Linked DNA regions of Mus musculus: all the other regions are linked to region 1. The links are chromatin contacts, called in public HiChIP or PLAC-seq maps. All regions are on one chromosome and are shown on one strand. The core of a region is the stretch at or near the end of the contact, and the rest is flanking DNA. Distances in the headings are between cores, read along the strand shown. Region 1 has its middle 7.8 kb from the start of Gm35182. Region 2 has its middle 24 kb from the start of 1700006J14Rik. Region 3 has its middle 57 kb from the start of 1700006J14Rik. Region 4 overlaps Hmga2 (high mobility group AT-hook 2).

Evidence for each region. HiChIP or PLAC-seq counts read pairs in DNA pulled down with a chosen protein or histone mark.
Region 2: a contact with region 1 is called in an H3K4me3 HiChIP or PLAC-seq map of embryonic stem cells, with 12 read pairs. The contact joins two enhancer-like sites. A contact is called at or near these places in 1 of 484 Hi-C or Micro-C datasets (bone marrow-derived macrophages) and 2 of 115 datasets of contacts at active chromatin or transcription factors (acute myeloid leukemia and embryonic stem cells).
Region 3: a contact with region 1 is called in a CTCF HiChIP or PLAC-seq map of the NIH/3T3 cell line, with 13 read pairs. The contact joins two enhancer-like sites. A contact is called at or near these places in 1 of 15 datasets of contacts at CTCF or cohesin (the NIH/3T3 cell line), 1 of 484 Hi-C or Micro-C datasets (bone marrow-derived macrophages), 6 of 115 datasets of contacts at active chromatin or transcription factors (embryonic basal ganglia, embryonic forebrain, embryonic stem cells and 3 more) and 1 of 9 other capture datasets (embryonic stem cells).
Region 4: a contact with region 1 is called in a CTCF HiChIP or PLAC-seq map of the NIH/3T3 cell line, with 10 read pairs. The contact joins two enhancer-like sites. A contact is called at or near these places in 1 of 15 datasets of contacts at CTCF or cohesin (the NIH/3T3 cell line), 1 of 115 datasets of contacts at active chromatin or transcription factors (embryonic forebrain) and 1 of 9 other capture datasets (embryonic stem cells).

What each region holds. Positions count from the first base shown.
Region 1 is chr10:120,741,273-120,747,950 of GRCm38.p6, forward strand. No RefSeq gene overlaps it. Among named protein-coding and RNA genes, the nearest start is that of Gm35182, 7.8 kb to the right of the region's middle. Within about 2 kb of position 3,994, at least 150 of the 459 cell types and tissues checked have an H3K27ac peak or open chromatin away from gene starts, as enhancers often do. A contact at or near this core is called in the NIH/3T3 cell line and embryonic stem cells, where this site is marked.
Region 2 is chr10:120,336,657-120,344,034 of GRCm38.p6, forward strand. No RefSeq gene overlaps it. Among named protein-coding and RNA genes, the nearest start is that of 1700006J14Rik, 24 kb to the right of the region's middle. Within about 2 kb of position 2,800, at least 9 of the 459 cell types and tissues checked have an H3K27ac peak or open chromatin away from gene starts, as enhancers often do. A contact at or near this core is called in embryonic stem cells, where this site is marked.
Region 3 is chr10:120,303,793-120,310,562 of GRCm38.p6, forward strand. No RefSeq gene overlaps it. Among named protein-coding and RNA genes, the nearest start is that of 1700006J14Rik, 57 kb to the right of the region's middle. Within about 2 kb of position 4,634, at least 47 of the 459 cell types and tissues checked have an H3K27ac peak or open chromatin away from gene starts, as enhancers often do. A contact at or near this core is called in the NIH/3T3 cell line, where this site is marked.
Region 4 is chr10:120,398,283-120,405,177 of GRCm38.p6, forward strand. The region is part of intron 3 of Hmga2 (high mobility group AT-hook 2); the gene reads right to left. Among named protein-coding and RNA genes, the nearest start is that of 9230105E05Rik, 12 kb to the left of the region's middle. Within about 2 kb of position 1,764, at least 42 of the 459 cell types and tissues checked have an H3K27ac peak or open chromatin away from gene starts, as enhancers often do. A contact at or near this core is called in the NIH/3T3 cell line, where this site is marked.

The DNA of each region.
Region 1 (6,678 bases), core at 2,744-5,243:
GTGAAGTTGAAAGATGTTTTAGAAGCAGAAACATTGTATCAGGTGGAGGTGAGGAGAAAGGGTCAGTAAAGCCAAGGTTTAAACAATTGGGTTTAACAGAGAGAATGCATGAAACCGAGGAGAATGGTAGATGTTGGGCTGAAGTTGAAGAGTGTGGGGGGGTGGGGGGAGAGGCAGAAATTCTCTCTTGAAGGTGCCGACTTGAGAAGTCTGCTGGTTAAGCAAGTAGGAAAGTCCAGCAAGAGGTTGGACCCATACAGAGTACAGGGGGCCAAGAGGAGAGCTAAGAGACATCTGAACAAGAATAGAGGAGGGATTCATGGCTGTAGGTTGCCCTTTCTAAGGAAACTCCACCAGTAAGAAGAATGGGGAAGGGAAAAAGGAGGACACACACAGATTTTGCAGGTGGCACGCAAGTCGGGGGTTGACAGTAAATAGTGCGTTTGAGAAAGGATGACCAGAGCATACACACACACACACACACACACACACACACACACACACACACGCACACACACAGTCATGTGCATGCACACAGAGTGGAGTGAGGGAGGGGTGGGACAGGGAGAGGGAGGGAGATGGGGAAGAGAGCGGGGAAAGAGAGGGAGAGAGAGAGAAGGAGGGGGACGGAAAAGGGGGGGTAAGGAAAAGGAAGAGAAGACAGCGGAATCTCCCCTTGCAGCTTCAATGAGCAGGCGCTGTCACTGAAGGACACAGATCTTAAAGCGCCTAAAGGTTGTTTCCCAAGGGCTCTCTGTTCCCTGAAAACCAGGACTAGCTTGCTCTGTCTTAGCACCCAGTTTATGTTCAATAAGTGAATAAATCTCCCCGAGAAGTGACCATCTCCTCTGCAGGCCCCGCCCTCAGGGATCCTTCTTCCTGTGTCTGACTTCTACTGTCAGGGGTCCTAAGGTGGCAGGATATGCCATACCTTGCCCCTTCTGAAGGCTCTGAGGTCACCCCTTGCACTTCTGTGAGGCTTCTAGAGCTACTATCAAACCAGGCTAGGAGTGGAGATGCTGGGTATTTCATTCAGATACTAATCCATTCTCCCTTCCACTCACTTTTACTATGCTTTTTCAGGGTGTACTACGCTGGGGGGGGGGAGGTTCCACAAATCAAGGTGAAAGGGAAGTTCTAAAAGCACGTTAGACACACTGGACACGCTCTCCCACCTCAGAGACATTCTTAGAAACACGCAGATTAACTTTGTGCCTTTGGGTGGGAAGATTTATGTTCAGTGCCCTCAGATTTGAATTGGAAGCAATCAAATGGGGAAGGGGGCTGGGAGGAAAATAGTGTCTTAGCAGGAAACTGCCCCTCCAGATGTAAAAAAAAAAAAACCCAGAGTGAATAAAACAACGTTGTGAAATGTCTTACTTTTGGGACTTGGTTTGGGCATTGAGATACTGCAGCCCCCCGTCCTGGGACATCGGTTAGGTCTCCACAGTCATGATTTGCTTATAATGTAGTAGCTGTCACAGGAAGCCTCGATTCGCCCCCAGGAAAATGACTGGAGCATCACATCACACCCAGCAAGTTAAAATCGCTCATGTTTCTTGGTCTGACCCAGGGCCAGCCAGCCCTCCCTTTTCAGCAACATCAAGATGGGCTTATCACCCAGGCCCATCTCTGGAACTCTCATTTTGAGTTCCTGGGGGACATAGGGACCGTTTTACACAACCCAACCTTTAGGTTCTAATCCCTCAGCCTATTCCTCTTCTCACCTCATTTTTCCCCCTCTGGTCTGAGCTGCCATGAACTTGATCCAAAGCCCCATCTCTAACCTGAGTCTTGTCTCTCCCATCAGTGGTTCTCAACCTTCCTAGAGCCTCAACCCTTTGATACAGTTCCTCATGGTATGGTGACTCCCAACTGTAAAATTATTCCATTGATACTTGGTAACTACAAATTTTCTACTGTTAAAACGTGTCATGTAAATATCTGATATGTAACCCAGGTGGTCACAACCCACAGGTTGAGAACTACTGCTCTAATTACTTCACATTGTCTCTCTGCAATAACGTCTGTGCCCTCGGCAACCCTGAATTCTTTAGTCAGTTCATCCGCACGGCCCAATCCTCAACCAGAATAGACTGCCTCTGGCTCTGAGTAGTGGCACGACATTGTCCACAGAGGCTCCATACATTACAACCTGATGCACTATTGTCCCCTCCCTTAAGAGTTAATCTGGCAGAGCGCATCAGTTATTCACCCTGCCACTTCCAGGGAAGCTGATTTGTCTAAAGACCTGCAAGAGGGCTGGAGAGATGGCTCAGCGGGAACACTGATTGCTCTTTCACAGGTTCTGAGTTCAGTTCCCAGCAACCACATTGGTGGCTCACAACCATCTGTGATGGGATCCGAGGCCCTCTTCTGGTGTGTCTAAAGACAGCAACAGTGTACTCACATACATAAAATAAATAATTCTTAAAAAAAAAAAAAGATATGCGAGAACATGGGAGGAATGACCACCCCCTTCATGTGATAACTTACTTCTTCCTCCTCCCAGAATGCCCTCTGCTGATGCAGCCACTTGCATAGCTTTGCAGAACCTGCCTACTCTACGGCCCAGAAACCTCAGTATGCTTTCAGTGACACACTGGACTTTCCCATCTCTTCCCTGAAGCTTGCCTGCTCCTTCTACCAAGCTGCTGCTTGGCTGTCTACTGCTGAAAATGGCAGGGTCCTTGCCTCTTAACTCAAAAGACATGTCTCGCCTCCCTCTCTCCCTCTTTCTTCCTCTCTTCCTCTCTGTCTCTCTGTGTGTCCCTCTCTCTCTGTCTCTCTCTCTCTCTCTGTTTCTCTCTGTGTGTCTCTGTCTCTCTTTTTCTCTGTCTCTCTCTTCCTCCCCTCTTGGCAGCTGCCAAAACTTACAGTTTGTCTACTCTGTTTCTTTTCTCTCAAACTCTAATAAACTTGTCCCAGAGTTTCCTTGGAGTCCATTTCTAAAGTCTTTTATTAACAAGAGTAAAAACCCCCAAGGAGGGAACCCCCAGTTATCCCAGAAACAATAATGCTAGATCCAAGAAAAGGGAGCTCTCAGGGTTCCCGCCTTTCACACAGCTGACCCAAACCAAATAGTTATTTGCCAGTCGCTCAACCATCTTACACCAAACACCTCAATTCCTCCCTCAGCAGCCCATCAGGTGGGTGCTTCGACCTCGGTCTAAGCTCCTGGCACCCCTCTTTCTTCTGGCCACTCATTTGATTGCCCTCTGCATTGCTCCTTTGAGGTCTGCCGGCAGGGTTTTAGAGAGAGTGTGTGCCTCTGCCCGAGGTAACAGGATTTAGCTTTGTGTGATAGGAAGCCCGGCGCCCGCCATGTGCTGGAGTGTGGATGCTCTTTGTTAAGCTCCCGGGGTCTGGAAGGAAGCAGCTATGCTCTTGTTTAATTCCATATGAGCGGCTTTTTTATTTTTACAAATAGTCCTCTTGCTGTTAGGGAGAGTGAGGGGCATAAATCATCATGTCTTTGGCAGCCAGGATTTCGTGAGCATGGTCCTCATTAAAGTCTTTAGTTGCAGGGTTCCTGGAGACCTTGCTTTGATACCAAAAAAACATCAAACTGAAGCGCCACGGTGGGGGGGGGGGTGGCATGGAGAGGAAGGGGTGGAAACTCGGGAGGACCTCAGAATTGCTGTTGGGAAGCAGCGGGGAAATACTAGGCAGCTACCAAAAAAAAAAAAAAAAAAAAAAGTAAAAATTGCAGGAGTTATATAGCTCCTTGCTGCAGAGTCCAATCAGCACCCCCCCACACACACACCCGCCAGTCCCCCCCCCCCAAAAAAAAACCCACAAAGGCACAGAAAGCTACAGCAGCCAGAAGAACGGTCGCTGGAGATGGTGAGGGAGGGGTTGGGGGGAGGAGAAAAGTTCTCGGAGCTTTTCCCTCTCCAGACCTCTGCCCAGCAGGCCTTGGACCTCAAGGAACTAACCTTTTCCTAAGGCCTGATCTCCCCGCTGGGAGGGAATCCAATCCCCGGGCAAAGGTCGCCCGGAATAGCGCTGTGCTGCTGGCTGCGCTGTTCATTCACAAAATGAGCTCCTTTGTGATAAAGTGGGGAGAGCAGCCCGCTTGTGTGCATTCCAGGCTGGTGGTAGGAGAGCCGCCAATAGCCGCCCAGGCAGTGGGAACTCTGGCACTAGCAGCTCCTTTTTCAGAGTCGTAGCGGCCCTTCGGAGCCCCGCGCCTCCAATTCCAAGAAATCAAAGCATGTTTTAAATGTGGGGGTGGGGGGGGGTAGTGTTTGGTGGTGGCAGTTTCAAGGAACCCAGCAGTGACTGTTTTTGAAAAGTGAAAATCCTGGCTGAATCCATCTATTTTGACTGGAAGTCACAAAAATGTACCAGGCAAAGGGCCAGGCACAAGGAGCCATTCTTAAAAATCGCCCCATGGACCGGAGGAAAACCCCTTTGAGTTTTAGGTTTTTTGGTTTTGGTTTTGGTTTTGGTTTGGTTTTTGGTGTTTGATTTTTGGTGTTTAATTTTTCGGAGCAGGGTTTCTCTGTGTAGCCCTGGCTGTCCTGGAACTCACTCTGTAGACCAGGCTGACCTTGAACTCAGAAATCTGCCTGCCTCTGCCCCCCAAGTGCATGTGCCACCACTGCCTGGACCCCTTTGAGTTTTGTGTTTGGTTAAACCAAGATGAGCTGCTTCCAGAGCAGAGAGATTCATTCCTGCTGGAGCCTGTATCCTCATGTCAGTACTAAAGACACACACCAGTTGGTCTTCCCTGCCTGACCAGGCAATACTTTTTCTTTATGCAGACAAGCAATAGTCAATGTCTTTTTAAAGGCCTGAAAGAGGGAGTGTTAGCCAAAGTCACAGGGGAAAGGACAGGGCAGTGACAGAGGAGTCACCCAAGTTCAGCTTTCTGTGGCAGTGTCTGCTGATCCTGGCAGCCCTGTCCTCCCTAGTCACTTCCCAGGGAACTTACAGCCCAGCTTGTCCATTCTCCATTCCTATGTATAAACTGGCATTGCAGGGATCTACACACAACGTAAATCCTCAGTGTCATTTGGGAAACGTGTTACACTTGAAAACCAGTTTGAACATGTGTGCTCGTGCACAGACACACAGAGGGGGTGAGGGGGCAGTCTGGATTATATAGGGAGAAACCTCAGAGGGAAGGGCAGCCCAGCCCCTGGGTTAAAAAGTTCAAGGTTGGGGTCAAGGTGTGCCAGGAAGGGACTGAGGGACTCTGGGAGACCCTGGAGACCAGGTCTGCTCCATTGTGTAAAATATGTACCTCGACTCCTTGTCCCAGGGTCCGAAACCAAAGGACGACCAATTTCTCAAGTCTTTATCTGCGTATAGACTATGCAGGAACTAGCAATATGTGGATGTACGTATGTGTGAGTCTCGTTACCTTCCACCCTTCACAGAGGTCACCAACAATGGGAAGTGGCGATTGCTCCTGGTTCTGAAGGCAGACCTCAGAACTCTTGTCCTTGTATTTCATTTGTGCCTTGGATTGCTGGTTTATCAAAGGGTGTCTGTACAGCAGGACCTCGTAGACTGGAACACCCAGCAGTCTGATGCTTGTACGTCCTATCATACAGCACCATCAGAGAGTCGATCAAGTGCCTAATCTTTCCATCAAGAAAGAAAGAAAGAAAGAAAGAAAGAAAGAAAGAAAGAAAGAAAGAAGGAAAGAAGGAAGGAAGGAAGGAAGGAAGAAAGAAAGAAAGAAAGAAAGAAAGAAAGAAAGAAAGAAAGAAAGAAAGAAGAAAAGAAAACACGCTTGAAAGAGAGCCTAAAGTAAACTGAACCTGCACAAACCCTGCGTGCACAAGATCCAAGATCCGTGTGGAACTCAGAACTCTGACGTCCCACTGCCTTCCTGCAGGAGAATCCCAGGCCTGTCACACTTTCGACTGAACTTGGATCAAGTTCCCTATCAGCATTGTATTCAGGACTGCTTGTTTATGAGATATGGATACATTTCTAAAATCCCCCCCAATAAAGGGAAAGAAGAAAGACAGCGGGGTTCATGAGAGTTCTCAATTTCAGGGGTTAAAAACTTGCTTTACCGTGGCAGTGGAGGCACATAGCTTTAATGTCTGAATTTGGGAAGCAGAGCCAGGTTGGTCACTGTGAGCTCAAGACCAAGTTGTCCTTACAGCCAAAGCTACGTAGCAAGACTCTACTGCAAAAATAAACAAACAAATAAATATTAATCACAAGCCATTTCTGTGTGTGGCTAAGTAGTGTGTCCAATGGGCATTGCACATGCTCAGTGGATGTTAGTCACTATGATCTTGTTGGATTTGTTGTTTGCTTCACTTGAAAAGCAAATATCTCTGGATATAGAGTATTGTTTCCAAGACTGGACTGTGCAGCGGTAGCTGGCTGTCAGTTATGTAGCTGGTTGTTGGGGATCCAGATTGTAAATACATAGTTGCAAATCCATAGCTTGAACACAAATGAGAAAGAACGCCAAACATGACAAGGAATACCTTTACAGAGGCCATGAGAGGGACATCCTTGGCCACACAGTGGAAAATGGTTCTCAGAAAGGACCACTGAGTCCAAGCAATAAATCTTACGATGAACAAAAACAAAACGGTGTCATCTTCATAATAAAAACAATGATAAAATACCATGAATTGTGCGTCAGACTTTCCAATTCAGGATGCATTCTGAAACAAACAAACAAACCAAAAACCCCACGAA
Region 2 (7,378 bases), core at 1,550-4,049, 410 kb before region 1:
CCATCCCTGGAGGGAGTGCAGTACAGCACCTCAACAGGGCAGGATTTTGGAGGCATTTTCTCAATTAGTGGTTAAGGATGGGAGGGCCCACTTTGGGTGGTGTCATCCCTAGGCTGGTAGTCCTGGGTTCTATGACAAAGCAAGCTGAGTAAGCCAGGGGAAGCAAGCCAGTAAGCAGCACTCTCCATGACATCCGCTCCTGCCTCCAGGTTCCTGACCTGTGTGAGTTCCTGTCTTGACTTCCTCTGGTGATGAACAGCAATGTGGAAGTGTAAGCCGAATAAACCCTTTCCTCCCCAACTTGCTTCTTGGTCATGATATTTTATCCAGGAATAGAAACCTTGTCCAAGACAAACTGGAAGTGGGGTATTCCTGTGACAACCTGACCATGTTTTGGGGAGGACTGTGGAAGGACTTTGGAACTTTGAGCTAGAAGAGCCATTGGGTGTTAAGAGCTCTGTGGAATGTTCTGTAGGCGTATGGAAGATAATGTTGAGAACAGTGGAAATGATGGAGGCTTGGCTTGTGAAATTTCAGAGGTAAGATTAAAGACTCTTATCAGGGCTGTTGCTGTTTTGATTGTGATGATTCTGTGCTTTTGGTCAGCTGGGGCTGTGATTAACAAGATACTAGAAGTACTAAGGGGAAACCCTTGCATTAATGGGACGATTGATGCTGGTTAGCTGGAGCTAAGAAACTAGCAGTGATTAAGAAGAGACCAGCATCACTAAGGTGAAATCATCTGGGCAGTGTCTGAGAGCACAGAGAAGCTGTGTTCCAGAGGCAGCCACGGTTGTACCTCATGTTGGCAGCCAGACTTGGTACTGTGTAAGAGTCATCCAGGTGGTACCGGTTTTGAAACATGAAGGGGCAGCACCTGATGCTTGGCACTATGAGAGGCCAGGAGAGGCCATTGGTGAAGGTGCAGCCTCTGTGGCAGTTGAAGGCCCAGGACTGAAGGGGTCATACAGAGAAATTGAGGCTTAGCACCATGAAAAGAGCCTATGAGAGGTTGCAGCAGAAGATAGCAATGTTTTGGAGATGCTAACACCATGAGATGACCACCAAGAACAGCAGCAGCAGTGGAGTACAGGCAGCTGGAGCCTAAAAGACAGTGTGTGTGCTACAAAGGGCAGGGCTGGAGAAGTGACCCAAGCCCATGGAGGAGCCCAGAAGATCATGAGTGGATCCCAGACATTGGACAGTTAGAGTTTGATTTTGATTTTGGATTTATTTATTTATTTTATGTAGAAAAGTATAACAGTGTAACTCATAACTGATGGTTGTGAGCCATCATGTGGTTGCTGGGAATTTGAACTCAGGACCTCTGCTCCCTCCGGTCCACCCCACTCACTCTGGCCTAAAGATTTATTTATTATTATATCTAAGTACACTGTAGCTGTCTTCAGACACACCAGAAGAGGGCATCAGATCTCATTAAGGATGGTTGTGAGCTACCATGTGGTTGCTGGGATTTGAACTCAGGATCTTTGGAAGAGCAGTCAGTGCTCTTAATCACTGAGCCATCTCTCCAGCCCTTGATGTTGTTTTTGATTGTGACCGTGCCCTGATATTTTTCCCTCTTGAAGAAAGAAAGTATTTTAGTGGAATCCACAGTTAAGATTGTAAAAAGATTTTGAATTTCAAAGGAGTTTGGATATTTTAAGGAATTGAACTTTTAATATGTAAAGACTGTGGGACTTTTAAAGTTATTTAGATCTTGGGAATGATTAAGAAAGTAAGGTTTAGGCTTAATAGTGATGTGCTTGTGTGTCTAGTTGAAGAGGGATCAGTTGTACTAGCTGGTTTTGTGTATCAACTTGACACAAGCTGGAGTTATCACAGAGAAAGGAGTCTCCCTTGAGGAAATGCCTCCATGAGATCCAGCTGTAAGGCATTTTCTCTGTTGGTGATCAAGTGTGGGGAGGGCCCATTGTGAGTGGTGCCATCCCTGGGTTCGTAGTCCTGGGTTCTATGAGAAAGCAGGCTGAGCAAACCAGGGGAAGCAAGCCAGTAAGCAGCACCCCTCCATGGCCACTGCATCAGCTCCTGCCTCCAAGTTCCTGCCCTGTGTGAGTTCCTGTCCTGACCTCCTTTGGTGATAAACAGCAATGTGGAAGTGTAAGCTGAATAAACCCTTTCCTCCCCAACTTGCTTCTTGGCCATGATGTTTTGTACAGGAATAGAAACCCTGACTAAAACATACAGTCTTGGATGAGAAATAAGAAAAGAACCTGAGCTCTCACAGCATCGCTGGTATCGATTTTACAAAGAGATTCTTTCTGCCACAGTGTTGCTTCTGTTCCCAGAACTTAGGAGCCAGCAGGCAGGAGTTGTCCCCGCCCACACCCAAGCCCCTGCATGCCACTGGCCTCACTCACAGCTCCTGTGGGCTTGTTTTTATTTTTGTTTTTAAAACCAGGACAGTAAAGTTTCAAAACATACTCTCTGAGGCAAAATAGCGGCAGGAAAAGATTTGTGCTAACAGAGTCAGGCAGGTGGCGCAGCTCATTAGACCTCTTACCCACAGCAGGATGCATATTTGAGAATTACCAAGGTTTTTTTTTTTTTTTTAGAAAGAAAAGTGCACAACTTCATTCTTGTGGTTTTTGCATCCCAATTTCAGACAGGCTTGGACAGATTCTCCCATCTATTCCTAAGTGATGGATCTGAACCGGGTTTCGGAACTTAAGAGGAGAACAAAGACAAAGACAGAAGGCTAGGGAAGATGTGCCGCACCCCAGGGACCACCCAGACAGCCACAGGAAACTGTTGCCACTCACCTTTCAATCCTTTTCAGTTTGTGTCATTTCCAAGGGGGTTGGCGGCAGATTGTAGGAGGCTCCAGCCTGGGGCAGCTTTGGTACTGCAGTGAGTAGCACCCAGAACTGATCCAAACAAGCCCAGCCCTTTTTGTTCTGAGTGTTCCTTGCAAAGTCTGAGGCTGAGTATTTGAACAGTTCTCTCATTAGTCCATGCTGTCAGCCCTGTAAAGAGCCACTTAAGACAGGCTAACTGTAAAGGGTAGGGATTTACTGAGCTCACCTTTCAGAAGAATAAATTCTTGTTTTTTAATTGGATATTTTCTTTATTTACATTTCACATGTTAGCTCCTTTGCCGTTCCTGCCCCCAGAGACTCCCATCCCATACCCCTCCTCCTGCTTCTATGAGGATGTACCTCCAATCCTCCCACCCCACCCCCACTCCCACCTCCCTGACCTCGCATTCCTCTACCCTGGGGCATAGAGCTTTCATGAAACCAAGGGCCTCTCCTCCCATTGATGCCTGACAAGGCCATCCTCTGCTACATATGCTGCTGGAGCCATGGGTCCCTCCGGGTGTACTCTTTGGTTGGTGGTTTAGACCCTGGGAGCTTTGGTTGGTTGATATTGTTCTTCCTATGGGGTTGCAAATCCCTTCAGCTCCTTCAGTCCTTTAAGAGCACAAAGCAGGCTCTGGTGAGGGCCCCCTTTGGTGGTGTCATGCATGGCAAGTGGCAGTGTGGGAAGAGGGGAGGAAACCCATGATTACAGACAGGCCAATGGGAATTCATCTGAGTGGTACCAACCATAGAGTTTTCCAATAACTCTCTTGAGAGAACTACTGGAGACTCAGGAGAGAACTTTAGTCCTTTTTCAGGCCGGTACCCTCAACTGTCCTGAGGACATCCCATTATCCAATCTCTTCAAGAGTCTGCATCCCCTTCCAATCCCATGGCCCTGGGCCAAGCTTCTAGCAAGAACTGGGGCCCCACTGATGTATCAAGTTTAAAACATGATGAGCATCAGACAGAAAGAAAAAAACCATGAGTTAGGTGCAGACAGCAAGCAATCGGCCCGGAACAGGTTTAAAAACAAGGTCAAGAAAAATGCTCAGAGTGTTCTGGAAGGAGACACAGTTCACATTGGCAGTGTGGTGAGAGGAAAAAGTCTACAGAGTCCATCAGAGAAGCAAATCTTAATGTCAGAGATGACACAGTTGTACCTACACATGCATTAGGTCATATGGGCAAACTCGGATATAACCCTGTTGTCACAACAGTGTCTTGGGATTTGTTCCCTGATACTGGCAAAACAGGGTGTGAAAGGACCAAAGGAGTAGCCTCAGAAGGCACAGATGTGTGAACACATTATGTAGGGAGACAATTCTAGAGGATGGCCATTGAGTCAGGAGAAAGAAGGAGGACCCACTGACTGGAAGGTCTGTGATGGGACTTTGTCCTCACTGAGAAGGAGAAGGACTTTCTTTGAGTTTCATCAGAGAATGATTGGTGTGTTATGAGCAGGGTGGCACTCATCCTTTTCGGGTTTCTTGGCCACATTGGTCTTCTCAAACACTCCAGGCATCCCCCTGTCTCATCTGCACTTCACACATGTCAGATGCTGACACTATGATCTTTCTCCGATGCCTCCCTGCACCAATATTAGCTTATTAAAATTGATTTCCCTTCCCTTCCATATAACAGAACCCATCATTCCATGAAGCTTTTGTAGAGGCTGATTGATTTATTTTACTAGTTTACTGGTGTGTGCATGTGTAGGTGTGGATATGTGAGTGCGTGTGTGTGTGTGTGTGTGTGTGTGTGTGCACGTATGTGTGTGTATGTGCGTGTGTGCGCGCACGTATGTAATGTGTATGTATGCAATGACACTCACAGAGCTGACTTCAGGAGTTCATTCTTGCCTCTCACTCTGTTAGAGCAGAGTGTTTCTTGTTGAGCCCACTGTGCTTCGTATTACAGGCTAGCCGGCCTGACCATCTCTGGAGCTAGTCTCCTGTCTCCACTTCCCAAGAGGGAGTGGGGTTATAGACATAAGCCACCATGTGTAGCTTTTTTTTTCCCCTTTATGATGTAGATTATAGAGTTAGGACTCACCATTTAGCTTGTGCATTTTTACCCATGGAGACATCTAGCTTCCTTTACCCGTAGCTTTATGTTGTGGTTGTTCCTACAGACATCTTAGCTTCTAGAAGCTTCTAACTTCTAGTATTAGAAAAAGCTCATTGTGTCTGATAGTCCCCACATGCTAGTGTTTAGGCAAACAAAAATTGACTTTTCTCACCACATAACCCATTGGTTCATCAGCTCATGGTTATTATTTGTGCCACAGAAGAAGAAGTATTTTTTTGTTTTATGAGACAGGGTTTCTCTGTGTAGCCCTGGCTGCCTTAGAACTCCCTCTGTAGACCAGGCTGGCCTTGAACTCACAGAGATCTGCCTGCCCTGCCTCCTGAGGGGAACGCTGGGATTAAAGGTGTTCTGCCTCCTCAGCCAAGGGAGAAGCACCCTTTAACACAGATTCTCACGTCACTGCCACAGTGCGGAGGACAGTCTTTTGTGCACTGGCCCTCAAAGCGTCTGCCTGAAAATGACACACAAAATTCAACACCTCAGTCATTGGTCATAACAAGTCATGTTTAATGCCACAGAGGAAAAGCCATGTCACCACACACCCAGTAGACAGGCCCAGAGACATGTGGCAACTGCACCAAGCTGGTCATAGTACAATAGATAGATTATATAGTTATTTCATTATTTGTCTCCCTCCCCAGAATACACAATGACTTTCTGTGTTTCCTATAGTTTTCCTATGCTGGGAGTGTGTTTGCTGTGCAGTCCGTGGTATGCAGTAAGCACTTAATAAATACGTGTTGAATGATTGAACACACATCTGAGCGCTCTCTCCAGACTGTAACTCCTCCAGGGCATACACAGTGCTCATTTATCTTGGCTTCACCTTTCATTTCTGGACAGCGTCTTGGACCTAAGGGTTCATTAAACATCATCTCAATGGAAAAACAAGCCAGGGTGGAGGAACACACTTCCTTATTTTTCAGAACTCTAGAATATTTTCCAGTTCAGAGAAGACTGGAAACAAAGTAGAATAGTGAAGGGAGACAGGAATGCAAAGGAAGAAAGAAAGAGAGGGGGGGGAGGGAGGGAGGAGGGGGAAAGGGGAAGAAGGAGAGGAGGAAGGGAAGGGAAGGAAGGGGGAAAGGAAAGGAAGGGAAGGGGAGGAAGAAAGGAACGCAGGGGAAGAGAAGGAAGGAAGGGGGAGGAAAGGAGGGAAAAAGGATGGGGAAGAGAAGGGAAGGAAGGGAGGAAGGGAAGGAAGAAGGGAAGGAAAGGGAGGAAGGGGAAAGGAAGGAAGAAGGGAAGGAAATGGAGGAAGAAGGGGAGGGAGAAGGAAAGGAAGGAAGGAAGGAGGGAAGGGAGGGAAGGGAAGGAAGAAGAGAAGGAAAGGGAGGAAGGGGAAAGGAAGGAAGAAGGGAAGGAAATGGAGGGAAAGAGGGGGAAGAAAGGAAGGAAGAGCAGATGAGCGAATGAGTGAACAGGGGACAGGCTGGAGCCTTTGAGTGTAGAGTGAGTGTGGAGAACTCATGTAGACCATGAGGTCATCTCAGTGAAGATTTCTCAAAGGATGCTTGCTGCCTGCCCTTAATTAACACTAATTTACTATGCAAAGCCTTCCATGCTCTTTAGCCCTTGTCTCTGACTTCAAGGGCAGGGGGCAGTTTGAAACCCAGAAAGCTACAAGGCTCTTGGAGATATATTAATCAGAAATCGATCTTCCTTGATTTGTATTGGTCTCTTTGCCAGTTAACTTTGAGTTTCTCGATTAATCAGAAACTTGACCTCAGGGGAGAACTCAGCAGCGGTGACACCGCAGGGTCCAAATGGGAGTGGGGAAACTGAGTCACCATTTCATGACTGAGAGAAAACAGAAGGGAGGAAGATTGACTTTGGGTCATGGTTTCTTAGCACTCTCTAGACCCACGATTCTCAACCTTCCTAGTGCTGCGACCCTTCAATACAGTTCCTCATGTGGTTGTGACCCCCCAAGCATAAAACCATTTTTCATTGCTACTTCATAACTGTCATTTTCCCACTGTTATGGGTCATCATGTAATTACCTGATATGGCCTTGGGCGACCTCTGTGATGACCAAAAGGATGGAGACCCATAGGTTGAGACCCATGATTCTGTAGGCATGTGTATGTAACACAATGGGCAGGTGTCGAAGGTCTGACTCCTCCCTCATGATCCTACCGGGAGGTCTGGGGTGGATGGGCTTCTGTAGAGGAAGGAAGCCATTAGGGACCATGTCCTTGATAAATATGCTGGGACTCCGGCTCCTTTTAAATGCCCAAAAAGCATTTAGGAGCCAAACCATAACAAAAGCAAATGGAACTCTGAATCTGAGGTGTGTCATGATGGATTGGAAAGAAAGTCAGATTTGCTTGCCCTGGAGGCTGTTGGCAAGCATGGCCACTGTTCCCTGCTGGCCTCTGGGTCTCATGTCTGGAGCTGACCCCCGAAATGGCCTGAGCAAGTGAGTGAACCCTCAGCCTTGTTCAGAAGTCCAGTGTTCAGAC
Region 3 (6,770 bases), core at 3,384-5,883, 440 kb before region 1:
CCTCTCCTAATGTAATTTCACGGAGATGCGGCTGTCGCTAGGCAAGCTTCTCTTTGAGCCTGCATGGAGGGATAGATGAGGGCTCTCCGGTTCTCTTTCCGGGCTCTGCTCTTCTTGATCCTCTCTCCTCCACCTCTCTGTGCCCTGACAAGCTCCACCTCGCTCTTCACAGCTTCTACCATCGAAGTAGTGAGTTGGCATCAGCATCAGCATCAGCATCACGGATGTCGTCCCTGTGCTCAGGGCGATCCGCGCAGCACAGCGGTGGTCGTCACTGCCTGAAAAGGAGAACGAGGAATTCACACACTCCTCCAGCAGTGCTCAGTCTTTTCCTGGGGGAGAACATGAAATCCGGTGTTTGCGGCTCCTGTCTTCTGGTCGTGGGCTTCATGTTTTCCCCTTTGTTCTGCAAAGCTCTCCACCTGACCTGTTGTTCGACAGACAGATCCCTCACAGCCTATCCCTGACAACTAAGACAGAACCCACGTGCTAGCCCGATCCCCACGCATGTATGATTTGATAAGCTCTGTCTACATGGTAACACCCCGTAGACACACACTTCCTGAATGCATCCATAGTCTGTCGTCTTGAATCCCTCCGACTCACGTTCTCCGCATCGGCAGCTGTCTCCTAGGTGTGAGCTAAGCAATGCGATTTTGTTCGTAGCATTCCGTTGTGCTGGTGGGCATAGTTAAGATCTCTTTTCCTTCTTCATACCCTCAGTTCATTATGTCTCTTTGCTCTACTTTGTGTGTGTTGTATACATGTTCATGTATGTGCATGTGTGTGCATGTGGCTATGAAATCCAGGGGTTGATGTCATGTGCTTTCCTCAATGACACGCTACTTCTCTTTTGAGACAGGTTCTTCCATCCAAGTGCTAACCAGGCCTGACTCAGGTTTGCATCTGAGATCACACAAGAATGTGTGTGCTCAGGGTGGTAGGTCGATCAACAAGACAGGCAGAGTCTTTCCTGGACTGGAAATGCCTTAATTCTTCTAGGCTGGTTGGCTAGGGGGATCTTAGGACTCATCCTGTTTCTGCCTCTCCAGCATTGGAATGACAGGCACACACCTCCACAGGCAACTTTTTACCTGTGTTCTGGAGATCAGAACTCAGATCCTCACGCGTGAGCTGCAATCGCCAAACCCCTTGTGCCGTCTCCCTCGTCTCTATCACACATTTCCCACATTTAAATACAGCTTGAATGGGACACGACTGGGAGAAGCCATGTTTGCAGAGATGGACCAGCCATACAGCTTGCTTTGTGACTCTGGTATCTTAAATGGTATATGTTTCCAAACTTGAAATGAATTTAGGCGATCACCTAACGATGTCTTCAAGTAGCTCTTTCTTCCCCTGTATGGGCAGGCCATTGGGCATTGCTAAGGGCGGTGCATCAGGGGACTTTACACACAGACATCCATCACACAGAGGTCTTGGCGGAACTGTTACAGTCAGAGGTATAATTATGGGTCTGGAGGTACATTGATGATAGAGCTTCATCAGAGCTTTTAGAAATAGTTTTTTATGGCTATGAGTATTTACCTGCATGTATCTGTACCATATGCCTATCTGGTGGGTAGAGAGGCCAGAAGAGGCTGTTAGAGTCCTTGGAAGTGGAATTACAGGTGAGCTGCCCAGTTGGATGCTGAGAACCAAACTTAGGTCTTTAGAAAGAACAGCAAGGGCTCTTAACTGCTGAGCCATCTCTCTAGTCCACCAATCTTGGTTTTGCATTGCGGGTATCCACAAATGAACTCTAACCACCTCGGAAATATCTTGAGACCAAAAAAATCACGGTGGTACTGAATTGTAAATGTGAACTGCCAAAATATTACATAATGCCAATGTTATTGGATGTTTGATGAAAAACAATGTTTCTGACTGAAGTACTTGATACATACTGACTTTCTTACATGAGTGGTCACAACAGTGTCTTTATGTCGATTTATGGGCCATTCTATGGTATTGATAAATAATTTCAGTATTTTCTTCTTTTCAAGGAATAGGGTACAGGCTTCCTGCTTGCCAGTTCTCCCTTTGGAAGCCTTTTGTACCCATCACCACCCTTCAGTGGGGATCTGGGCTAAGCAGAATGGGCTGCTACATAGAGATAGTAGGAATTCTCTCTTTCTGGTACCAGTTGGGGCAGAATTCTGGGACAGGGGCTAAGTTCTCAGCCAGCAGTATAGAGCCTGAAACTGTAGCATGCTTGATACTGTTGTAATTTTATTTTCCACTTAAATCAATGGAAACACTTCATAGGGTATAGTCTTGTTTGGTAAAGGCAGCCTGGCGTGACAGACATTTCTTCACTTAGGTGTCCAAGGACCAGTTTCCAGGAGCATTCACAAAAGTAAGTCGTGTCTATGTCTCCGTCTTGGCATCACAGTGCTCAAAGGGGGGCGCTGTAGGATCATTTTCTTGGTTTCCTCCTCCAAAGTTAGGCAGAGATCTAAATTTTTATAAAGATACCACAGGGTATGACGAAGTGAGACTTTAGGCAAGTCTAACTTCTATTATGTATTAACATGACTTCAGGGGGAATTGTTAACTCATTTTTAAAATGAATAGATAGGCACTTTTGATCCTGAAAACATTCTGGCAAATTGATCTTTAGATAGCAAGTGAACCAGTGCGTTGAACATGCACAGGGGTGGGGGGTGGGGGTGGGGAGGGACCCTACCACTGGACTTGCAACAGTGCACACGTCAGAGGACAACCTGTAGGAGCCTGCTCTTTCTCTCTACCATGTAGGAACTGGGCATCGAACTCAGATTGTCAGCCTCGGTGACTGGCATCTTATCTACACAGCCATTTCCTCGGTCTCTCGAATCTCTTCATTAGGATGGCTTCAGCAGACCTGCCTCTCTCTCCCAGCGGCTCTGCAATGGCCTAGGGCCTCCCTACAAGTCTATGCTGGAGTGCCATATTGATAGCTGTGCAGCAACAAGAGAGAAAACAAACAAACAAACAACATTGAGAAGCTGCCATTTTAAGGACCAGGGTGGAAGTATCTGCATGTATGTGTGTCTGCTGGCCATCTGTTGTCACAAGATGCCATCTGAAAGCAGGAGGACTGCTGGGTATCATTCTCATGTGCCCAGAGGAGAAAGCTAATGGTTTTGTGAGCTCATAGAATTGTCTGTCTGCTGGCATTTCTGCCAACGTGTTAACTGGCAATATCCCACCATGGGATCCCTCATCGGTTGGTGTTCACAATGGTGGTTTACGATATAAGCAGCTCATAGCACCCTTACCGAAGTGAAAGTCGGGTGCACATGACAACCCAGGACTCTATTTCTCTGAGTGTAATATATTTCTGATTCTTTCAATGAGTACGTTGTAAGAAAATACCCAGCGTGATGTTTGTGCTGCCCAGGGCTCCTCAGAATTTGAAATCTCCCAGTGTGCATATTGAGTTTCCTCTTTTCTGTCAACAAGGGGGATAGTTCTTCGAGTCAGCTCTCCCACAGTCTCTACCAGTAAATATTTCCAGTGGTGAATGGTTCCAGCAGTGTTTTAGGGTTTTACTGCTGTGAACAGACACCATGTCCAAGGCAACTCTTATAAGGAGAGCATTTAATTGGGGCTGGCTTACAGGTTCAGAGGTTCCGTTCATTATCATCAAGGCATGGCATGGCAGCATCCAGGCAGGCATGGTGCAGGAGGAGCTGAGAGTTCAACATCTTGTTCTGAAGTCAAACAGGAGAAGATGGGCTTCCAGGCAGCTAGGATGAGGGTCCAAATTATTTATTTATTTATGTGAGTACACTGTTGCTGTCATCAGACACACCAGAAGAGGGTATCTCATCTCATTACAGATAGTTGTGAGTCACCACGTGGTTACTGGATATTGAACTCAGGACCTCTGGAAGAGCAGTTGGTGCTCTTAACTGCTGAGCCATCTCTCCAGCCCTAGGATGAGGGTCTTAAAGCCCACACTCACAGTGACACACTTCCTTCAAAAAGGTCTCACCCACGCCAACAAGGCCACACCTCCAAATAGTGCCACACACTCCCTGGGCCAAGCATATTCAAACCACCACAAGCATGGCCCATCATTTCTTGTATTTTGCCACAGTGATTTTTTTTCTTACCGTCCAATCCTATCTGTTTAGAATAGTTCTTATACAATCTGTGAAACATCTGGTTGTCACTCTTCCTGGATTTATCTTGCAGCCAAGCGGTTGGACCATCTGCAAGTCTTACCTTCTTTTAAATCACTTAAAATCTTTCTGATGTCTACCAGTTTTCACGCACAACTCACAGTATATTAGCTGCTGCTCTCTTGTGGCTCTCTGTGTGTGATAAGAAGAGCGCTCTAATAGTTCCCTGTCTTGGAGTTTTTTGCTGACCTTTACTTCTTACTCAGAGATAGATGTTCGCTTCCCAAGTTTTTTTTTTTTTTTTTTTGGTCATCCTCCCCATTCAGTATCATGTCTTCTTCTGCAATGGTTTTGTTTTATTTTTTGCTTTTATTCGTGAGGCAGGGCCTTACTATGCACATTAGACTGGCCTGGAACTCACAGACACCCTCTGCCTTTTCTCTGTTGGGATTAAAGTGTGTACCACAATGCTCCCTTTAGCTTTAAATTTTTTTTTTAGGAGCAGTGTATCTCAGGGTTATGTGTTAGTGACTCACAGACAGGCTGCATTCTTTGCTGGGTTTGCAAAGTATAATTGCAGAATGGGTGAGGGTAATTCATTTGACATATGTAATAATGGTTTAAATTTGCACTGTTTGAAGTCTTTAGTGAATGCAAACAGCTGCTCAATGTGTGTGTGTGTGTGTGTGTGTGTGTGTGTGTGTGTGTAAATGATCATGTTTTGTGTGAAAATGACTTAGGCAAATAAATTTTTCTTTAAAAGTTACAGAATGCTCATTCTTCAATGGGCTTCTGTTGTCTGAAACTTACAACTTGAAACCTATGATGTCAGTCAAAGGCATTAAAGAAGTAATTTTCCAGCAACAAGGTATGAGTGATAAGGTGTCCTTTTCTTTAAGACTCATCTGCATCCCAGAGGTAGAACTCTCCCAAACTAGGGCTTTCTGGGAGTGAGTCAGAGTCGGTCTGCCTCTTCCTTCTGTGCTCATGATTCAGAGCCTCGTGAGTCAGTGGCCACCTCGTAATGAGGACACTCAAGGTCACCTTGGGGACAGTGTTCCGAGTCTGACTTGAATTTGGAGGAACTGACTTGTTCAGTGTCAGAGGGGGCCATGCCTCCCAGCTCTGGTACCCCGCCTGAAGCTCATCAGCCCTCCCATGCATGCCCTTTCCTTTGCATAACAGGTTTCTAGGCACTTTCATCCATCAATGTTAAAAGTGTCTTTCCTGATGGATTACTCATTTATACATTTGAATTAAGATTTTTTTTCATTACCCAGTTCTATCACAGCTGGCATAATGAGCAATGTCAAGTTCTAAAACTATATTGTGACAACACTTTAACTTGTTATGCTTTGCCTGTGGATGTAATTAAGGCAGCGTGTTTGGTATCAGTTTATTCTTAAAAAGCAAAGTAGAAGCAGATGAGATGTATTTATAGACTCATCAAACAATGAATGGATGAAAGCAGAAAAGCAATGAATGGGGAGATGTCAGCCAGGATGGAGGAGGGACCCACTGCCAATCTCATTTCCAGACCAACTATTTGGAATTTATTCCAAAGACAGCTGTCCCTTGATTTACAGTAGGGAGAAAATGACATTTGTAAGACTATCGTACCATACTTCAATAAACTTCTACAGTTGGGGTGGGGGCTAGCTTCAGTTTCTGTGGTCAGAACCCCACCTGGAGGAAGCCAGGAAAAAAAAAATCTGGGGAACGAAGGAAAATCCTTAGGAAACACAGGAGGGTTGCAATGTGGTTCTAGCCCCCGAGAGCTATTCTGATTTGTAGCCAAAGCTACATGAGGGTGGGGGAGGGGAGTGGGTCATGGTGCAGAAAATGGACGGGAGAAGAGGATAGTGCAGAAGACAAAACCAGAGTATAAACCCCAGGGAATTCTGTTTTCGGAGCAGACAAAGAAGAAACATGGACTGCAGAGCTTGAGGCGCACAGATCCGTCTCTCTGTTTCCTTGTGAACTGGGCAAGCCTGTTCCCTTGATTGTGAAATGAAACACAAAAGCTGTCAAAAACTCCCAGGCATGTGTCTAACATTAGTCACAGGTGAGGCCGAGCCAATCTGCACTGTATTGAGCACAGTCGAGGGGCGGCTTGGGTGGAGGACATACAGTCAAGCCGGGGGTGGGGGCCCTGTTTTTTAACCCTCCATATCTCACAGTCTGTGGGAAAATGGCTTGGGTATAATGTAAGTCCTGTGTTATCTGGGGTGAGTGGCAGTTATGGGGCCTCACCAGGAATGTTCACGAGTGACTTTTAGAAGACATGCCAATTCTGATTATATATATATATATATATATATATATATATATATATATATATATATATATATATATGGATGCTTTTATTGATATATTTTCATCAACTAGAAAAGGAATATATATATTGCATATAATTATATATATAATATATATATTCCTTTTCTAGATGATGAAAATATATCAATAAAAGCATCCAGGAAGCATGAACTGCAGGAGATTTAGAAGGGGATTTCTTTAGCTTGTTGTGGGCACTGGTGTCCAGTGTATTCTGGTGTCCAGTGTATTCTGGTGTCCAGTGTATTCTGGTGTTCCCTACCCCCCACAGAGTTTCCTTTCTCTGTGTATCTTCCACGTCTCTTTTTCCCTCCTCTGTCTAGC
Region 4 (6,895 bases), core at 514-3,013, 350 kb before region 1:
TAACTCAATGGTTTTTAGGTTATTGTGTTCCCAGGTACCCTCATGCAAATGTGTTGAGGCGCTGGCCTCAACAAGCACAAGAGAAAATACAGGAAGAAAAGTCCAGACAAGGTAAATTTAAGGGCACTGCAAGCTTAGCCATCAAAAGACCCATCTGTAAGACATTAAGATGTCAGGGAGGTTTTCCTTGTCTCATCTTCACATTTCCCGATTCTTCATTTCCACCTCTTTCTAGGCTTTTTGTTCCTTTGCTTCCAAGCTGTCTTCTAACTTCTGGAGATCAATTTAGGAGTGCCCGTGCATTGCAGGGAAGAAGCCTCAGTCAGCCAAGTCTTAGAGATTCACCAGCCAGCACAACTGATTCGACCAGCCTCTGAAGAATGGGACTCAGTCTTCAGCCTCCTCTATCGGAGGAGGAATGTCCCAGGCTCAGGAAGATAGCCCCCCCCCCCCCCCCCCCAGTCCTTGTAAACACAGAACTCTCCTCTCGCTTCCCATAAAAACTGCCGTGTGTTCTGTTACCCAGCCGCTCTTCTCCCTCCTAGTGCCTCAGCTCAGGCTGCTGAGACACTCACTCACTCATGTGGCAGAGGGGGACTATAAGCCACACTGACACAAGCTCTTGCCAATCCACCACTCGTTAAGACTCTGTTAACACACTTCAGTAAAGTCTGTTTTATGGAATCTCCAGTTGCACAGTGTAAACACAAAGAGAGGGGAACTCCTCAAAATATGCAGCTCACAGCGGGAATTAAAAGGCTCACAAAGAAACAGCCAGGTGTGGCAGAATTGGAGCTACCTTGAGTAAAGGAGGAAGTACTATTTATAAGTTGCATGGCAGCGAACAGATACAGGGGAAGGAAAAGGAGGAAAGGCTGGTGTCATGGGGCGCTGGAGAGGCAGGAGCAGCGTGTGTATGTATTTTGAGCATCTTATTTATGAAATTAAATCACACCAGAGCCAAGACTGTGGTTACTACAGGTATAAAAGCACCTGAAACCCTGCCCAGCCTCTGTGTTGTAAGCTGTCTTCCCAGGCAAACCTCCATGTCTGCCTCTGTAGGCACCTTTGTCAGCTTTGCCAAAGAGTGCCACATAAGATGGCTGTACAACTGAGAGCGAGTAACTTATCCTAAAATGAGACCCAGTGGGTCCCTGATGTTGAAAAAGACCATAAATAAAGAACTAACTTTGGAAATTCCTCAAGGTGAACATGAGATAAGAGAATGATCTAAAGATGTCAACACCAGTTAAGGGACTGCCTTGAATACTGCTCTTCTTGAATGGCGATCTCTAGGAGGAGCATGTGTGTGTGTGTGTGTGTGTGTGTGTGTGTGTGTGTGTGTGTGTGTGTGTATAGATATGGAAATAGCATCAAAATATCTACTAACAACAACAAAAAAAAACCTGGGAAATAATTAAGGAGGTGTTTCAGAGGCGATAGGCAAAAAGAATTATTTGAAAGTCTCAACCCTTTATTCCGATCTATGCCTGTAATGTAGGAAACTGACCTGGACGAGGAGGAGAGGAGGAGGAGGAGGAGGGGAGGAGGAGGAGGAGGGGAGGAGGAAGGAAGGGAAGCAACATTTATCACAATATTGAGAGCAAGCCAGGAATGCTACATGCATCAGAACTTCTGGCAAGGCCCCTGTAAGATAGTTCTCATCAAGCCCCACCTAGCAGACAAGGAAACTGCCATTCAGGAAAGTTAAGGGCTCTGACTGGGGTCAAGCAGCCAGTGAGTAATGTGACTCTGATTCAGACTCAGGTCTGACTCTGAAGCCCATATTCTTTCAATTATACCACGCTGCTTATTAAAGGGCTGAATACTACGCCTTGTGAGAAAAAGCTAAAGGGAGTTCTATAACTCATGTTGGACAAAAAAAGACTGGAAAATGATATAATGATTTTGAAGTACTGTCTAGGAAGGATTAACCTAAAGGATGGTAACCAGCTGTTTTGAAAGCTGCTCTGAAGAAAGAGAATAGGAAACGGGCTTCAGCCGCCACAGCAAAAAGAGAAGCTGCCTTTCCAGAAGGCTCCCTTGCGCTGGAGTTAGTAGCTGAGGAGAGAACGCCGCTGTGGAATTTTCTTCCTGTGCAAGTCAAGATGGCTGACCCAGAAGAGAGAAAAAGAGGAGTTTCCCTACACGGAGAGTATTAAATGAAGAAGTGGGCAAGAGAAAAGGGAGAAGAGGAAGTCTTCCTTGGAATCGCAAACCAGGACAGATGATGAGGGAAAGGGGCAACTGGAGAAAGGCTGGACCGGCCATAATGGCAATTGTGATCACAAATAGAAACAGAAGCTGTAAGTCCATCTAGCCTAGAGCTGTCTCCTTTGGTAACGTTCTTCCATGCAATCAGGAGGGGCTGAGTTGGACCCCAAGCACCGCATAAAGCTGGTAACAGAGCCTCAGCTCATAGCAGTCACTGAGACCTTTGTATGACTCCGGGATGGAAGTGCCATTCAGGCTATAAAAATCAGCTGTAGACAGCCCCGCCTGCCAGAACTCAAAGGCCCAATCATCAGAGTCCATAATAGTTCTGGGAAAGTCCAAAACTGTACTAACCTTACATTTTAGCTTCTGTAGTTCCTCTCCTGGCTAACGGCTCTTGTTAACTGAAGTCCATCAACTCAGAAGACGGTTTTCGTGCTTAAAACCACTCCCTAAGAAGGCTCAGGGCTATACTGCCATCCCGAGCGCCCAGTGTAGTCGATGGCTGGCTAATAAAGATGTTCTATTGTCTTACACTCAAGTCAGAGCAGTATTCTCTGGGAAATAATCCGCAACAATAGAGGTGCATGCTGGTAATCTTAGCAACGGCGAAGCAGAGGCAGGAGGAGCCCTGGCAGGAGAGGCTCACAGGTTACCATTCTAACCGAATCAGCAAGCCCAGGTCTCATTAGGAGACCGTCTCAAAACAGAAGGTGGACAACGCTTGGGGAATGATACCTCAGGTGAACTAACCCCTGACTCATACATGTACACACATGCACACACACACACATGCATGCACGCACACATACACATGCACACATATATATATACATGCACACATACATATACATGCACATACACATGTGCGCACGTGCACACACACACACACACACACACTCACACTGGAACATTCCCAGAGAAAGTCTGGAGTAACTAACTGTGCCTATAGAACCTGCTTCTCCAAAGATATTTTCACACTATATCTTCATTTAAAAGGGAGAATTTAAGAATGGTCCTGCTTCCACGCAAGAACTCATTAAAGCATTTAAAGGCTAACTGAGCACTTGAGGGCCTTTTTGTACTCTCAAAATAGTTATTTTTTTTTTAAACTTGACTTTTACATAGGTTTAATAACATTCACATTTCAAACACTGTATTGGCCCATGGTGTCCCACTAAATATCAGACATTATCCTAAGACAGTCTACATTTCAAGGCTTGTGAAAGCTGTGACCCAGTCAAGCCAAGGAACCATCTAGCTAAAAACCAGCAGAGCTGAGGTCCAACTTGAAGTCCTTGAATGGATTTCAAACCCAATATTTCCCTGCCCGTCCCCCTCCCCGGAATTTTAGCCTATTCTGCCAAGTACTCTGTGAGGGCTGGCTGCCTGTCAACCGCACCATGTTGGCTCATTTTTCTAACATCCACGTGAATGACTGTAATTCTATAGATTGTTTCCTTGGGTGGCTGAAGAGCTGATAAACACAATGAAGAATCCCAAGGAACAGAGCCACAGAGAAGAACCCCACATCCTGGCCACTGACGTCATCCTGCACACATACCAATGAGACGAGTTTTGGACACACTGAGAACAATGTCTGAGAGCTCTGTTCTTTGTTGAAACCTACTCGGCTTCCAGGGAACATTCTTTCCTTCATTTGCTTATTCATTCGTTTATTCAAATGTAACACAGATGAGGTCACAGGGTTGGGTCTATTTTTTTTTTTCTGTGTTGAAAAGTTTTAAATTAATGTTCTTTGCAGAAAACTAATTCCTGAATATAGAAATGCACCAATTTCACTTTGATGTTAATTTTTTAAAAAGCTCATTTAGCTTACGAACACAAATAAAAATAATTTAAATATCCGTCACTTGCCTTTAGAATCGTCTGTGGAGGGTGTCGAGGAAAAGAACAGAGGGGTGTTCAGGGCTTTAACAATGATCAGAAGAGAAGAGAGCTTACTGAGTGACTAGATCAGGAATCAGCATTGCAAGCCTGCTCATGAGAGCTCCTAAATGTGTATATACGTACACATACATGTATGTAGTGTATGCGCATATATATGTGATCATATACACAATATATTTGTATGTGTATAGATACAAATATACACGTGTGTGTTGTGTATCTATGCATACATACACCTATGTGCATGGGTGTGTATATGTGTGTATACATGGGTGTCTGTGTATTGTATGTCCATGTGTGTGCTGTAGCCCACAGAACATAGTCTTTAGTAACAAGATAGCACTGCAGTTGCCTCATTCCCCTTTGGTCACGATCGTAAAATAATTTGAAGCATGAAATTGTTAATAAGCATACAGCAACACATAGTGAATCCCAAACCTTTACCATCCTCTGTGTCACTGTTTTCTCAAAGATGCCCTGGGTCTGTGTGTGTGGAGAAATGTGGGGATTCTTTATCATGTAAGAGACCTCACCCTCACAAATGTGACAGAGGAAACCAGGCGAGAAGCTAAACAGAGTTCCATTTGCTGTTGATGGCAATTCAGATGAACCAGTGCTCTTTGGAGTCTTGTCTTTGGGAAGAGCCAGTGTTAGCTGTCATTATTTAGCATGGAGTTGGCCATGCTTAGATAATAGGAGAATCAGATGCAGAGCTTAGTGTGACTGTGACCCAGCCTGTCTCCTGTGTTCTCATCGTGCTGTCACTGCCCAACTTCCCTTGGACCTCTGCCAAGTGGAGTGCCAGCAGAGAAGCCACTCTGACCAGGTCGTGGAAGCTAGCTGCTCCATCACCTGCTTCGGGGAAGGCTGGAAGTCTAGAGAGGTTCTCAGGAGCCCGATTCTCAGAACAACCAGCCCCATTATTAAACCATTCTTTAATCTAAAAGCTAACTTTAATGTCAAGTGTAGATTTGGTACATTTGTTAGTCCAGCTTTTGAATATCTACTTTCTGTGACAAGACCCGGATCGTCCCTGCATCCAACTGTGGGGCCCGGAGGCATTTTCAGTAACTTTAGTTGGCCTTGAATGCTATAATTATCAAATATCCCAAGTGTGTTGGGTGTACAGAGGGTTGTTCTAAAATGAAGGGTTCGAGGGGGTTGGGGAGGGGGATGAATTCAATCAAACTGCTTCATGCACATAAGAAAAGTTATAACAACCCCATTCTGTATTTTAGCGCACATTACTGAAAAGAGTGAAATGCTGATGAGTTGTGTGTCAGGACACAGCACTGTGTCTTAACGTCCTAGGACTGGCCATTCCTGAAGTCTGTAGGGGCTCCACTGAGGAAGAGAATAGGGGTCTAGAGAAAATTACCAAGCAGTTCCCCCTGCTGCTGACATTCAGTGACTTGTCACTGCTACGCCTAGTCTGTATTTCAGAAACTTGAGCATTGAATTCGGAGCTTCCAAATTTAATGAACCCAGAGAACAGCGGCTCCGCAGCCTTCATCTTTAACAAAAGGGAAAGCTGTGGAAAAAGGAGTCTCTAGACACCAAGGAGGCCAGGTGAGGCGAGTGTGTTTACTGATATAGCTCCCCTAGCCTCCTCCTGTGATCTCTTTCCATTTCCCTGTCTCTTCTTCCTTTCTGCCCATTCTCACATATCCTCTACTCTCTGCTGTAACTTTAATTTACCCTTTTCTTTGTCCTACTGAGTGTGGATAGACTTCACCATCAATGCCCAAAATGCAACATGTACAGTCTCCAACCAAAGGACCTCAGTGGGCTACAGAGGAGTCACACGGCGAGTCTAGGGAATGTGAACTCATGAGAAGGGTTGAGGCTTTCCGGCCCAACGCTGAGTGATCGCATGTTCTACCACAGATGTGGAGGCTAACGTCTTGGACCTACCATAGGGTATACCGCTGTGCTGAATGGACTTGCACACAATTCTGTCTCTGAGTCTCTGCTCATGGATGCTGTACTTCAGTATGACGTCTATGTGGACAAAGCAGAGGCATGACTTCATGCTAGAAGCACAGTGATTTGGTTAATTGGGTCAAGGAGCCCCATTTTTATGTCATTACCTTCACCCCTCTCCCTCTTCCACTACCCCCCTTCTCTTCCTTCCTTTTCTAAAGTTTTTCCCTCACATGAGAATTTGTCACTCTTAGCCTAAAAAGGGATGTGAGAAAATTTGAATTTGTCTTGCCTGTGAAGGCAAAATTCAAAAGATGCCTGTAGAAAGATTAAACAGAAAACTAGGGACGCTAAATATTCTGCATAAGAGGAACACATCTGAGATTGGAAAAAAAAAAATCAATCCATAGTTTAAATTTCCTGCCTGTGGGGCACAGCACACCTTACACCCTCTTAAATGCCACAGGTAATATAATTTATATTAAATGGGGCAGGTCCCAGCAGAAATTTGTACTGGCGCCAGGCAAAACAATTACTTTGATGTGAGCTTTGGAAAGTATTGTGGCTTATACAGGTATGGGATTAATGTGCAGACAAACAGAAGGCTTGAATGTACATTTTGGAGTTAAAATGATTTAGTTACTAACACGATTACTAAGGGTAGTACACCAACAAATTAAAGTTAACCTCCTTTATTCACTTTTAAAAATTAGATCAACAGTTTAAAAGTAAGAAAACCTCTAGGAGTTTGTAAAGCTACAGCTCCCTAGAAAGGAAGCAAAGCCAGCAAATGTGTCTAGAGAGAAACCTTTCAGAGCTGATGGCAGGATATGTGTTGTAAAGGCAA